Regions from separate parts of the Ovis aries genome. Here all the other regions are linked to region 3. Evidence: chromatin contacts called from public Hi-C data. All regions are on one chromosome and are shown on one strand. The core of a region is the stretch at or near the end of the contact, and the rest is flanking DNA. Distances in the headings are between cores, read along the strand shown. Region 1 overlaps PEAK1 (pseudopodium enriched atypical kinase 1). Region 2 overlaps PEAK1 (pseudopodium enriched atypical kinase 1). Region 3 overlaps HMG20A (high mobility group 20A).

Evidence for each region. Hi-C and Micro-C count contacts between places; a contact is called where the count stands out from the background.
Region 1: a contact with region 3 is called in a Hi-C map of mixed tissues, with 2.8 times the contacts expected there. The contact joins two enhancer-like sites. A contact is called at or near these places in 9 of 16 Hi-C or Micro-C datasets (blood, hypothalamus, liver and 3 more).
Region 2: a contact with region 3 is called in a Hi-C map of tail adipose tissue, with 3 times the contacts expected there. The contact joins two enhancer-like sites. A contact is called at or near these places in 4 of 16 Hi-C or Micro-C datasets (blood, hypothalamus, omental adipose tissue and 1 more).

Annotation. Positions count from the first base shown.
Region 1 is chr18:30,015,207-30,019,430 of ARS-UI_Ramb_v3.0, reverse strand. PEAK1 (pseudopodium enriched atypical kinase 1) reads left to right here. Exons shown (of 9, transcript XM_060401726.1): 9 at 1-1,833. Among named protein-coding and RNA genes, the nearest start is that of TSPAN3, 36 kb to the right of the region's middle. Within about 2 kb of position 2,365, at least 10 of the 54 cell types and tissues checked have an H3K27ac peak or open chromatin away from gene starts, as enhancers often do. A contact at or near this core is called in hypothalamus, where this site is marked.
Region 2 is chr18:30,096,671-30,100,725 of ARS-UI_Ramb_v3.0, reverse strand. The region is part of intron 5 of PEAK1 (pseudopodium enriched atypical kinase 1); the gene reads left to right. Among named protein-coding and RNA genes, the nearest start is that of TSPAN3, 120 kb to the right of the region's middle. Within about 2 kb of position 1,620, at least 9 of the 54 cell types and tissues checked have an H3K27ac peak or open chromatin away from gene starts, as enhancers often do. A contact at or near this core is called in tail adipose tissue, where this site is marked.
Region 3 is chr18:30,432,664-30,436,813 of ARS-UI_Ramb_v3.0, reverse strand. All of the region lies in intron 8 of HMG20A (high mobility group 20A), which reads right to left. Among named protein-coding and RNA genes, the nearest start is that of HMG20A, 88 kb to the right of the region's middle. Within about 2 kb of position 2,148, at least 41 of the 54 cell types and tissues checked have an H3K27ac peak or open chromatin away from gene starts, as enhancers often do. A contact at or near this core is called in hypothalamus and tail adipose tissue, where this site is marked.

The sequences.
Region 1 (4,224 bases), core at 1,116-3,615, 420 kb after region 3:
GTTTTTTTTAGATGTTACCAGCAGCAATCTGAAAAAAATATGGGTTAGTTCCAGAAACTGGGATGGGCTTAGGATACTGCGCTGTATTCCAAGTGATTCTAGATGTATAAATAAGGTATGAACATACTTGGGATGGGCAGGGAGTAACTTGACTTCCTGGGCTAACTCTGACATGTTTTTTTAATTCCCCTTACTAGTTGACAAGGAGTAAAAATTCTGGTTCAGCCTAATGACTGAACAGGATGGCTGCCGGTGAAAGCAGGTGGTTAGTTTTACCTCATTGAAGCCCATATTCTCAAAGGCCCAAAGTGCTGCGCTAAGACAAATCCAAGTGCCGCTCTTGCTCAATTGTGCGCCGCAGCCTGTGCTGACGGCAGCACCAAACGTGGGGGTTCCACGGACCAAAACCGATGCCATTAGGGAAGCCACGAGTGGTGCCACGCAAGATTCTAGACAGAGATTATACCAAAGAAACCAAGCCTCTTTGTCCTGATGTTTTTTAGATGATGAGGCTGAGTTATGACGGACGCCATGGGAAGAGAATTCACATGCATTCCCACATCCAGGTATTCCACTGATCAAGTAAACCATCCTCAAAAAAAGCACCTATTTTTTTTAAAAACAAGTCCATTTTGTGTATTGGGGGTGGGGGGAGATGATGCTAATGAAAACCTTGGGAAGATTATAAATTCCCCAGCGTTTCAGGAGAAGGAACTATCCCCTCTCCCATTGACATGATTGTGACAATCACCCAAACTTCAGCTTGGGAACATCATATCCCTGTAATACTGAAAGCTGAGGGGTTTTGTTTTTTTTTTTTTTTGGTTGTTTTTTTTTTTAAAGAGATGTGGTAGTTTCAATAGGTTTGTTTAAAAAAAAACTCTTGGGAAATTTCTTTTAAAAAGTCTAGTATTTTTTATAAACCGAGGTGTTCACCACTCATCACCACCATTTTAATATTTATAAGTGCCCAGAAAGTACAAGGTGCTATACAGCTGTTACACACCCTCTCTCCGCAGCTGTCTGAAATTAGAGTAGGTTTTTGCGTCAGCCAATGCAGAAGCTTTTCCCCTTTTCCCCGGGCGGGCTGCAGGGACTTGCATCCGGGACATCCCGTCAGGTGTTTCCCACGCCGCAGCATTTATTCCAGCTTCTCACTTTTCCCCATCTGTTTGCCTCCACTTTTATTTTTTAAATCAAGAAAGTTTCAGGGAATCAAAAGAGGTCGGACATTTTTTAACCTAGCAGAAGTACAGAGTCATATATTTTGCTACAAATATTATATTATGGAAAATCCACTTTGCCCGTGTAGTGTGTGGAAAGTGTGTGTGTCCGCGCTCCCGATAACTTGAATGTTGAACCAGCCCTATGGCTTCAGGGTAGCATTTTTGAAAGATAAACCACACTGCTTCAGGAAATTTGCTCCAAATAACTACTTGGTTATCCCTTCCCTTAGCAGTTTTAAAAGGTGTTACATGCGAACACACCGGGATGGGATTTTTCTGTTGATAACGCCGGGCATTTTGGTATGAGATGAGGGCAGAAGCAAGATGTTGTCCTTTCAGTGGTTTGAATCATGGCAGTCCTCATTCCGCTCTCTTTCATTCCCCACTGGCTCTGCCCATGCTCGCTTTTTGAAAATCTTGTTTCTTTTGTTCTTTCCTGGAGCGTCACCTCTCTACTTAACATATTTTAGAGTTGTAGAAACCTACCAACAAAAGGTCCCCTCTGTCACCAGGTGGCGCCGCCCTTTGGTTTGCTGTGGTACTTTGCTGTGTTCTCTGTGGCATCATGTTACTGTGTAAATAAATTCATTTTCATATCCAGTAAAAACAGACAAGCTCTTGTCTTTTCAGCTTCTCTCCACACTGACGTGCCGCGGACATGGTTACATCTTAACTCGCAGGAGGTGTGCCTTCTCAGATGCTCCTCCCTGCTGACCTGGACTTGTTTTCAATTCATTCCCTCCCTGAACTGAGAAAACCAGCCATAGAAGGGCAAGTGAAGGCCTTCAGCTTTCCCCCAGAGCTCAGAGGGCTGCAGGTTTGCTGTGTGAGATCGCCCCCTAGTGACCAGTCACCATATAGAGGTCCTGTTAGTCGCCCAGTGGTGTCCGACTCTTCGGGACCTCGTGGGCTGCAGCAGCCCAGGCCTCTCTCTGTCCCTCACCATCTCCCGAAGTTTGCCCAAGTTCATGTCTATTGCATCGGTAATGCCATCCAGCTATCTCATCCTCTGACGCCCTGGGTTTGTTTAAAAGGTCCTGGGTTTATTTAAACGGTTTGGTTAGCTGGCTGAGGCTGAGCCTCTCAGTGGTCATCTCAGAGCTCTGCAGACAATATGAGCAGAGCAGGACCGTGTACAGCGTAACCTGCTGCAGAATTCACATCCTTTGCCTGTTCCTAAAGGTACACGGTCACACACTGGGTCCTCACAAAGGCAGACAAGCTAATGAGCAGATGCTTCCGTAGCAGACAGAGGAGGCCTCCTGGCTCAGGCAGGACGAGTCCACAGTGGGCAGAGGCAGTGACAGCTGCCACGTCATTGGAGTAGAATGGATGAAAGTGCAAACATGTAGACTCTGAATTTAGACCAGATTTTAGATTTCTTAACCCTTTACCGTGGACACTGTTTCCAGCCCAGTGTTTCTGCTTCTCTCCACCAGCAAGCATTCTAGAACTTTCAGACATAATATTTAAGGGATATTCCAGAAATGTGATTTCCAGACTCAAGTTATATATTGCTGAGGAGGAAAAACTGTACTGATGTGGGCCTCAGAGCTCCCTATGTTGCCTGGGCCTGGGAGGAAGGGTCAAGAGGATAAAGCTGAAAGACAACTCCCTGGGACATAGGCTCAGCTTCTGGACAGGAGCTCAGGGAACTTACCTTCCTTGTTGTGAACCGACTTCTGGAGGGAGAGAACCAAAGAAAGAGACAGTTGGAGCTGAGAGGTCTCAACATTATAGAGAGGGAACACAGTACGCTTGGGTGGCTGTCCAGTGCTCTGCTGGAGAGTGGCCAACTGGGGCCCCTGAAAGATACGGGCTTGGATGGTGAGGGTTCAGGGTTGCCCAAGTCAGGCTCCAAAGCGGGTGGAGCAAGGCCACAGATGGGATCCCTCTGACTTTTGGTATGACTGGAGAGAGATCCTGTTACCCCTTCAGCACCTTGCCCAGCATGGGATCCATTCCTAAGAATTCTGTCAGTGGGCCCTTAGGAAGACCACTCTTCCCTTTGAGTCTGGATTGTCCAGAGGTGATGGACCACTGACATTTGAGTGGGGCCTTTGGCTTCTCTGGTGGCTCAGATGGTAAAAAATCTGCCTGCAATGCAGGAGACCCAGGTTCAATCACCTAGGTAGGGAAGATCCCCTGGAGGAGGGCATGGCAACCCACTCCACTGTTCTTGCATGGAGAATCCCATGGACAGAGGAGCCTGGTGGGCTACAGTCCATGGGGTCACAAAGAATCAGATACAAATGAGTGACTAACACTTTAACTTTTCTTTGGCTTCCACGTGCCTGGGAGCTGACTTCTTTCAACCCAGGTCACAAAGAATCTTGAGTTCTTTCCTACCTGGGATTTACTGGTACGAGAAGCTCTCTGGGTGCCTGGCACAGGGTGTGCACTCTGTGAGCTCTCTGCTCTTCTCCAAGACTCAGCTAATTATGCATCCTTGTAAGAGAGCCCATGCTCTACAAGGGAAGGGACTTCATTAGTGCCTCAGGAGCCAAGGGCTGCAGTTGGCAGCTCACAGCTGAAACTTAAAAACTGGATTGCATACAGGGCGGAGGGGGAGGGATCTTGGTTGCCAAGATCCAGTTCTCTCAAATGTGCAAACCTCTGAGTGGAAACAGGCTGCCTGGACACAACTCCTGACCTCCTGGAGATGTTAGGTAACTCTCTCTCCACGCACACATATCCCAGCTAACTGCTCGCTTACCCTCTGAAGGTACGAGGAAGCAACCGAAAGGCTGAGCATTACTGGTCACCAGTCCCAGCTGGAGAATCTAAGCAGGGCTCCTGGGTGCTGGAGAATGTGCTTGGTGAGGGGAACCTAGGGTCCCAGGAATAGAGGGGCGCCGAATCTCTGTCAGGGGGCCGCAGAGCTCTTGCTCCCTGGAGCAATCACCTCACACTTGGGCTGGAGTCCTGGAACCAGGGGTCGGAAGTTGGGCAGAGTGAAAACCTGCAAGCCTGTGGCTCGCCATCTGTTCCTCCTCTC
Region 2 (4,055 bases), core at 371-2,870, 340 kb after region 3:
CCTTCTTTCAAACCAGAGATCACCTATCTTCACATCTCAATTAGTCTGCAGTCTTGCTTTCTTCATTTGACAGTTGACAGCAGTGGAGAAGAATATAGTAAGGCGCTTCTAACAGCATCTCACCAATTGCTCTCAATCAGCCACTTCATCGACCCTTCCAAATAAGGATGGTTCCTGACTCAGGCTGGGCTAGATGAAAGAGCATACTTAATTTGCCTCAGAATATTCACTCCAATGCTCTGAAGTACAAAAAAAAAAAAAAAAAGGCACCACTTTTGGGGCAGCCCAGGTAGCTATTTGGCTCTTAGTTTTACTCTTAACTTGCTCTGCAGTGAGTACGTGCACCCTGCAATCTCAGGAGTGAGCTGGGGATGGTGGGGGTGTGCCTGCTTCTAACACTGCTTTGCTCAAGATGGAATTGCACCATGGTAAGCAGTGCTGCTGTTGCTGAGTGAACTGTTTTTCAGGCACCACCATGCTTACATTTAAAGCAGCCTCCAGATACCATAGGTAGCTGAGCTCTACCATTTACATGTACGTGCACTCATCCATTCTGGCTCTGCCATGTTAGCCATGTGACCTTGGACAAGTCTCAGTTTCTTTATCAGTGAGGTGGTGCTATACACATCATAGAGTTTTATGAGAATTAAGAGTTTTCATGGGTAAAGAGCTTTAAATGGTGCCCAGCATTAGCTGGCTAAAATTGCTTTTATTTAGGAAGCACTTATTTAGTATCTGCTATATTCCAAGCAATCCAAGAGATCAAGAGATGAAAAAGACATAGCCCTGCCTTCTGGGGACCTGTATAATATAACATGGTCTTGCAATAAAGGTATTTAGTGAGTTAGGTAAAGCTTCATCACAGGTAAATTTTGAAGTGGGTCTTGAAGGGTAAACAGGCTGTTGCCAAATGGAATGACATTAGAGAATACACATTCCAAGCAGAGAGAATCATTTGTGAGTAGAGTAAAACTGAAAAATACTATGGAGTCCTTGACTGTTATTAGATAACATTTTCACCTGCTCTCTGATGCCTACCTTCTTACATAGGGGTCTGAAGTGGGTTCAGTGAACATTTTGGAAATTATAATCTTATAACTAGCTGTTACCTAATTTATAATAATTATTATTATTATTATTTAACTGGTTCATCAAAGAATTTGAACTGAAGAATGTGTCAGGGCCTTAGCAGTGCCTCTTTACAGCATCTGCTGTTGCACAATTCTTATCCTGAGATGACCACCATGTGACAGGAACAGTAAATTGTTAGAAAAAAACTGGTGGTTAGAACAACTGGAAGTGGGTGGTCTTCCTCCTTTCAGCACAGCTTTTTAGTTAAGTTTTCTAAATTAAGTAGGTCTTACCTTGGCTTCTTCTTTAGACAGAAGAACCTTAAGTCTTAAGATCTTGCCTATTCTTATCATTAGCAAAGAAGTGTGATTTTTTTTGCTCCTTTGTTCAAATCTCAAATTAAGAAGGTTCCTTTTATTCATGGAATTTCCATTTATGTGCCAAATTCAAGCTGTGTTTTATCTCCTACAAAGCCTTTTCCTGCAGCTTTGCTTTCACTTCCTCTCCCCACCCTTGTAGTCATACACTGAAGGGTTTGGCAGCTGGTTGAGGTATCGGTCAGCATTTTTCACTGTGGAAGGAGGAAAGGTTGGAAACAGTGACGTGGGGATACTTATCACATTTTCCTTTCCTTTTTTATTTAAGTGACCCACTCCTTCCATTACAAAAGCCTAATGAGAACCTTGGCTTGTAAATTTTACTTTAGTAGCCTGGAGCTGGACTACAGTAATGTGTTGGATGACATATAAGCAATAGTTTCTCAGTGAAGAGTATCCTTAAAAGCCCATGTAAAACAGTGAGAATTCTTGATTCTGCTCCTTTGACAGTATGACAGGTTTTATGAAGAGCAATAATGGGCTCTGGGAGTCACAGGATTGGGGAAGGAGCTGAGCAGTCCATTCTCCATCCTCATTTATTAACAGATTCTCCTTGGATGCCTTTAGGAAATACTCTGCTTATGGTATTTAATATACCACCAGGACGCCCTCACCTTCTTCACTGACTTGGAAATTCCATCTAGCTTGAGGAGCTCTGACTCTTTCTGTGGGCCTGTCTATTCCAACTTTGAGATCCTGTGTGGATTTGGCTGTCTTGTATCAAATCTTGAAACAGTTGGACTATAAGCAAACTAATTATGTCATTGACTGTATAGCAGTAGAGAGAGTAAAAAACAGTAATAATTCTTTAAAAGCTGTCATGACTACAAGTAAAATAAGCTACCCATGAACAGCTTCATCTATAGCCTGGAGGGTTTTGGCATTGAAAACTGTCAAATGTTAAATCAGATTTTAGATCATGGAATCCTGGCTAGCTCCTAGGGGCAACTTCAACCATTACACTTTCTCATTGAGCATTTCATCTGCAGGATTTGCTTTGAAATTATAAGGGATGTGGAGGCCAATGAGTTTTTCCTTATCCAATGTTCCATTTGATACTCCATAGCTGACCTGTTTTGGCAAGTAAATAGAAGACACCAGGGTAGACTGTCATATATCCTTGCTTAAGTGCCTCAGGAGACACATTTTTTATTTCTCAAGCATGACTTTGGTGGCTAGAGTTTCCCATTTTGGAGGTGTCAGTGTTGAGCAGACAAAGCTGCTAGTTATTGATTGCCATTGAAGTCATTTCACAAAGGCAGTAAAGCCCAAGGACTGCTCTTTGGATAGAGCTACAGCTAGTGTAGCTTCTCTTTCTAAGAGCCTGTTATAAGTTAAAATAGTTTTGACAGTGTCTTTAAGCGCACATCTTTGTCTCCAAACATAATTAGTGTTGAAAAATGAAACCCTCATAGTTAAGGCTTTGTGACTTAGACAGCAGCTCCATCTGGTGCTAGCTAAAGGTGTTTGCTTGGTTCATCTCTTGGTTTTATAAGATTGAATACAGATGTACACAGAACTTAGAATGCCAAATCCAAGGCTTCAGTTTTATTGATGGGTTTCTACTGCACACAGCACTGACATAAGCTGATTGTGTTCCTGGTGAATCTCATTTGTCTATCCTGTTGATAATGTGATAGCTGCTAATCAGCTCAGCAGCATCTCTTGACTGAATTAACTTATGTGCACTCAAAATGGAGAATTATTTTTACTATCTGTCTACCAGCCTTGGAAAAAGAAAATATACTCTGCTACTTACAAAGAGAAAATTTAATCCCTCTCTTTCATCAGTGGGTTTAACTTGGTTAACAAGATATTAGGCTGGGATGCCTTATTCTTTGTCATCAGTACCACATAGGCTAAGTAGACAGGAATTTTTTTTTTTAAAGATTCTTGATAACTGAAAGGAACTTCCACAAACTGCTAATAGAAGTCACTTCTGAATAATAGGATTATGCATGATTTCATTTTCTTTATGCTTTTCTGAGTTTTCACAGTGAGCATACATAAGAAAAAAAACAAATATTTTCTATTACAAAAGAAAAAAGTAATTTAAAAACAGAACATCCTATAGGTAGCTATAGCCTTGAGTTGCTGTTCTCAGTCTTTCTCATTCATTTGTGTGGACTTTTCTGGGCTTCAGTTTCCCTTGTCAATAAAAGAGAAGAATTGAACTAAGGGCCTGCTCAATTTTAACATTCTAAGGTTTGTAATTATTAATTTCTACCCCCTTTTTTTCTCTTTTCAGCTTCTCACACTCCCCTGTGTCTGTTTCCAGTATTTGTAGTCAACATGATCTAGTTTTTGCCATACTAAAATAAGGAAATCCTTTCAAGACCCCCTCCCCCATACTCCCAGCTCTTTCTTTCTTCTACCTCCCACTTAAACTTTGCCAAAAAGTTATCTAAAATTACTCTCTCTCATGCCTCTTTGACTCACCACAGTCTGCTTTCCATCCCTGCCACTGCACCAGAATAACCTGGGCTGAGATCACCAGTGAGCTCACAGTGCCAAGTCCAGTAGGCACATTCAAGTTCTCATTCTCTGTTACCTCTCAGCAGCATTTGAAGTACACACAATGAAATCTTATCTGGCTTCTATATCGTT
Region 3 (4,150 bases), core at 899-3,398:
CAGTTATTTTGATCTAGACCCAGAGACTCAGAGCTAGAAGGGACCACCTCATCTTTTGTTTATTCATACCTTTCAGGGCCAGGCAATGTGAATGAGCAAAAGGAGACGGAAGAAAGCTGCTGCCTGCGAGTAGAGTGCCCACTTGGAGGGCAGAAGGAAGAATGGAGTCAGAAAGTCAGAGCAGCACAGTGAAGACCCAGGTCTGCCCGAAGGCTTCACTGTGAACCACCCTGGGTTTTAGTGGAGAGATGGTCTGGAGATGTTGCAAGGTGATATAGAAGTGGCCTGGTTGGGAATAACAGAATGGGGGTCTTTGTGGTACTCCTCCCCCCAAATGTTTCTCCACTTTGGAACTGTGGTATGTTGACAGCTGATTAAAGTCCCCATTTTACAGATGAGAAAACTGAGTCTCCAAGTGATTCAAGAGACCAATGCTAAAGGGGGCTGCAGTGGATGTGAACCCAGGTTTCTTGGCTCCATCCAGGTCATGTATGGCCACCTGAGCTGAGGAAAGGTGGGAAACAGGACCAGGGGTGCCTGGGGACTGAGACCCACAGGGTGGGGATGGGGAGAGAGGCATACCACTTCAAGTTCAAGCTGCTAGTTTTGCAGAGTGTAAAATTACTGCCCAAGTCCCAGAGAATAAACAGAGTTAACACCCCATTAAATACAATGGACTTTCAACGTGAGCTTCAGACGTGCCCAGATTGAAACTAGCTGAGCAGGAGCTGGCCCGTGAGTAAAATGTATCACAGGCATTGCCTTAACGTTTCCAAAAAAGAAAAACCCAGTGTGGGGAGAAGAAAGCGCCAGCAGCAGCTCTGCAGGCTCGGGGCTGAGAATCCGGTAATGAAGTCTTTCTGGAAGGTAAGAAAGGGCTGTGTGCTGCATGCTATTTTTAAACCTGCTGGAGCAGCACGTGTATCCTGCCCCGCGCACTTTCTCCAGCAGAGGAGGGGCCCCAGGGAATGCAGCCAGGAATTTAGATGCTATTTATTGTATTTCCTTTTATCAGTCAAATGATTTTCCTATTTCCCACATAGATAAAGATCTTCCGCTTACCGCTCCAGCTTGTTGACCTTGTCAGGACTGCTGTGCAGTCTGGAAATTGGTCCCAGAGAGAGAAGGGCATTGTTGTGAGGGGTTTGTTTGGTGGTTGGGTTTTTCTTCTCCCAACAGGGAGGAGATCCGTTTACCAAAAAAAGAAAAATTAAAAACCTGCCAAAAAACAATAAGTGATTGTTTTGTGCCTTTTTGCAAAACTTCAAAGTTGCCCAAATGGCAGTGCCATTCGCCAGCCTCCCTCTGACCCCCACCTGAATATCTCCACCCTATCTTTCACCATCTCACACACACACACACACACACACACACACACACACTGCAGCAGTATCTCCACCCTATCTTTCACCATCACATAGACACACACACACACACACACACACACACACACACACACACAACACACACACACACACACACACACACACACACACACACACTGCAGCATCAAGCCTGACCCTGGGCCGCTGCTGAGCCGCTGTCTTGGCAAGGGGTGGAGCAGAGGGGGTGGCAGTTCGCTCTTAGCTTGTAAGCTGAGCCAGTCTCTCTGAGGTGCCAGCCCCTAGGAGATGCCAGCATGCCTGAGTGGGAGCAGTAACAACTTCCCCTCGGCTGGCAGCCTTGGAGCCAGCAAGGCCTCCAGAAGCCGCATTCCCAGGCGAGGGAGTGGCCGCAGGGCTGCTCTGCAGCGGGGAGGTGTCCTCCTGGGCCGGCCGCCCTCTTGATTTGGCCTGGCCCGGGCCTGCCGGCCAGGTTCAGGGACAGGAGCTGGCCCTGCTGTTCCTCACCTTCTCAGGGATGCGACCTGCGGATGCTGCTGGAGCCTGGAGTTTTATTATTATAAATTCTCCGCATTTTTGGCTCTTTCTCAACCCCCAAACGTAAAGAGGGCCAGCTCGACGGAGGGAGTGCAGCCCCTCGCAGACCCAGCGTTTGGACGGCGAGAAGCTGTCTGGCCTCCTCAACCGCCGGGGTCCGCGGTGGATTCTGACCGCCGCCCGCTTTCCGGAGGCCCCGGAGTCTTCCCCACCGTCGTGGTGCTTCCGGGCCGGGACAGCAGAGGGCGCTGGCTCTCCTGACAGCACATGTGTCACTGCGGCTCCCGCATCTGGAGCCCGGCTCCACCACTCTTACGAAATACTGCTGGCCCGGGATCTGTCTGTGAGACGCGCTGGCACCGAGTGAGCATGCACACACATCCAGAATTCCACTTTCTCATTAGCGCTATTTCTCCCTCAAGAGCACTTGTGGAATGCGGGGAATTTGTCTTGCCAAGGCGGCCAGCGCCTCTGAATCTGGGGCTTGGTCAGGCCTGGGTGGAATGTTCCGAGGGACCACCTCTGGTCTAAAGCCTTTGCCCTGCCCTCCCACGTGGGGTGAAAAAGAAAACAGAGGAGCGGGGACCACCCAGATCTTTCCCCTGAGGGGAAGAAAGCAAAAAATGTTTGGCCTTGACCTTCCACGCCTCCCTCCCAAAGAGAGCAAGTGCCCACATTTCCAGGTTCTTATGAAACAAGATGTAATTCTAAGAAAGCATCTTCCTAAGTTACAAGCGATTAGAAATGCCAACATGGTATGCAACATGGAGTCTGGAAAGGAGACACTGGACAGAGGAGGGAAGGGCTGGAGCTAGGAAAGGGACCTGGTTTCTATTCCAAGACGGCTCCCTAGACTTCCGAAAGCTGCATGCATTTAAATGTCCACATTTCCCCTGCAGAAGCCAGTAATCTGTACTTCTCTTGGACAAACAGCACATCAGTCTAATACGGTGTGGGAGAAATATGTTACATCCTTCTTATGAACAGAATGTTACCACCACCAAGAATCAATATTTATATCCAGGAACACAATGACCTGGCTTGTTTTGTGCTGCCCTAGTTTTAAGAAAGGGTCCTTTGGAAGCAGCTGAGAGGATCCTCCCACCCCCAACCTCTCGCCCAGAAAGGCCGACCCACCAGGGCGAAGCAGCTCAGGCATCTAAAGGTTTTCAGCCTCTGTTCCTTCCCTTCCTGCCCCTGCCGCCCTCTGTCTCTTGGGAATTGCAAGAGGAAGCCTGAATGCAGCAAGTGGGGCAGGAATCTGCAGTGAGCTCCAGGACATGAGGCAGCATCCTGTCTGCTGTGGGGACAGTCAGTGAGGGCCTCACTGAGGGGGAAGAGGGTCAGGGTCACGTCTTGGCACTTCCTACTGCATAGCAATGTAGGAGAGGATCCAGCTTAACATAAATTCTTAGACAGGAGATTTCTAGGGGTTCGGGGTGAGATGACACTTTCTTTCATGCTGGTAATATTTTTTTTTTTGGTCAGGCAGTAACCCTCATCTGAGACAGCTATTTTGATGGAGATGGAAGCCAAGTCTCCCCTCCTCAAAATGCTGTCTATTCTTCCAGAGGCTTTTGGAAACTGCATCGAGACCCTTAGGCTGGTCTGTTCCTTGGTGCTGGTTTTATTTTACTGCCTTTAGAAGCTTCTGGGCCTGAAGCCTGGAGTCAGCGACTTGCTCCTTGCAGGTAAAATCCTTACCTAATTATAAAAACAAAACCAACCAAAGCCTTTCCCCCTTTCCCAGAAGATTTAAATTTGCCTGCATCAGAGCATCTAAGATTATGAGAGTCCTCTTCATCTCATGGACTGAATTGGAGAGCAATCCCTCGTTTGGCAGAGCAAGCAGCCCTATTTCATTTTCACATTAGATGCTGAAGGTTACCACTTTTAACAGTAGCACTTGTCTCTCTCATTAAATGCCTGAAGCTCATTATGGTATAACCTGCAGAAAAGTCTTTACTGCTCTAATAGGCATGAACTTTAGAAAAGATCCTTTGGCTTATGTATAAGATCAGGACATGATTAATTTTGGCCCCATTTAGCTATGGGTCAGGTTTTCAAGCTACAGTGAGGCTCCTTCTTTGCATGATCACAATTTATGATTTTCTATAATCTATAGCCCTTTCTCCCGTGTTGTTAGCCTGTTTAGTTGCTGCAGTTCACTTGGTCTGTCCTGTTATTTTCACCCAGTTCTAAGAAGTGAGTAAATATACCAATCATATTTGCTACAAAATCAGCCACAATAAACAAATATTATTTCACGG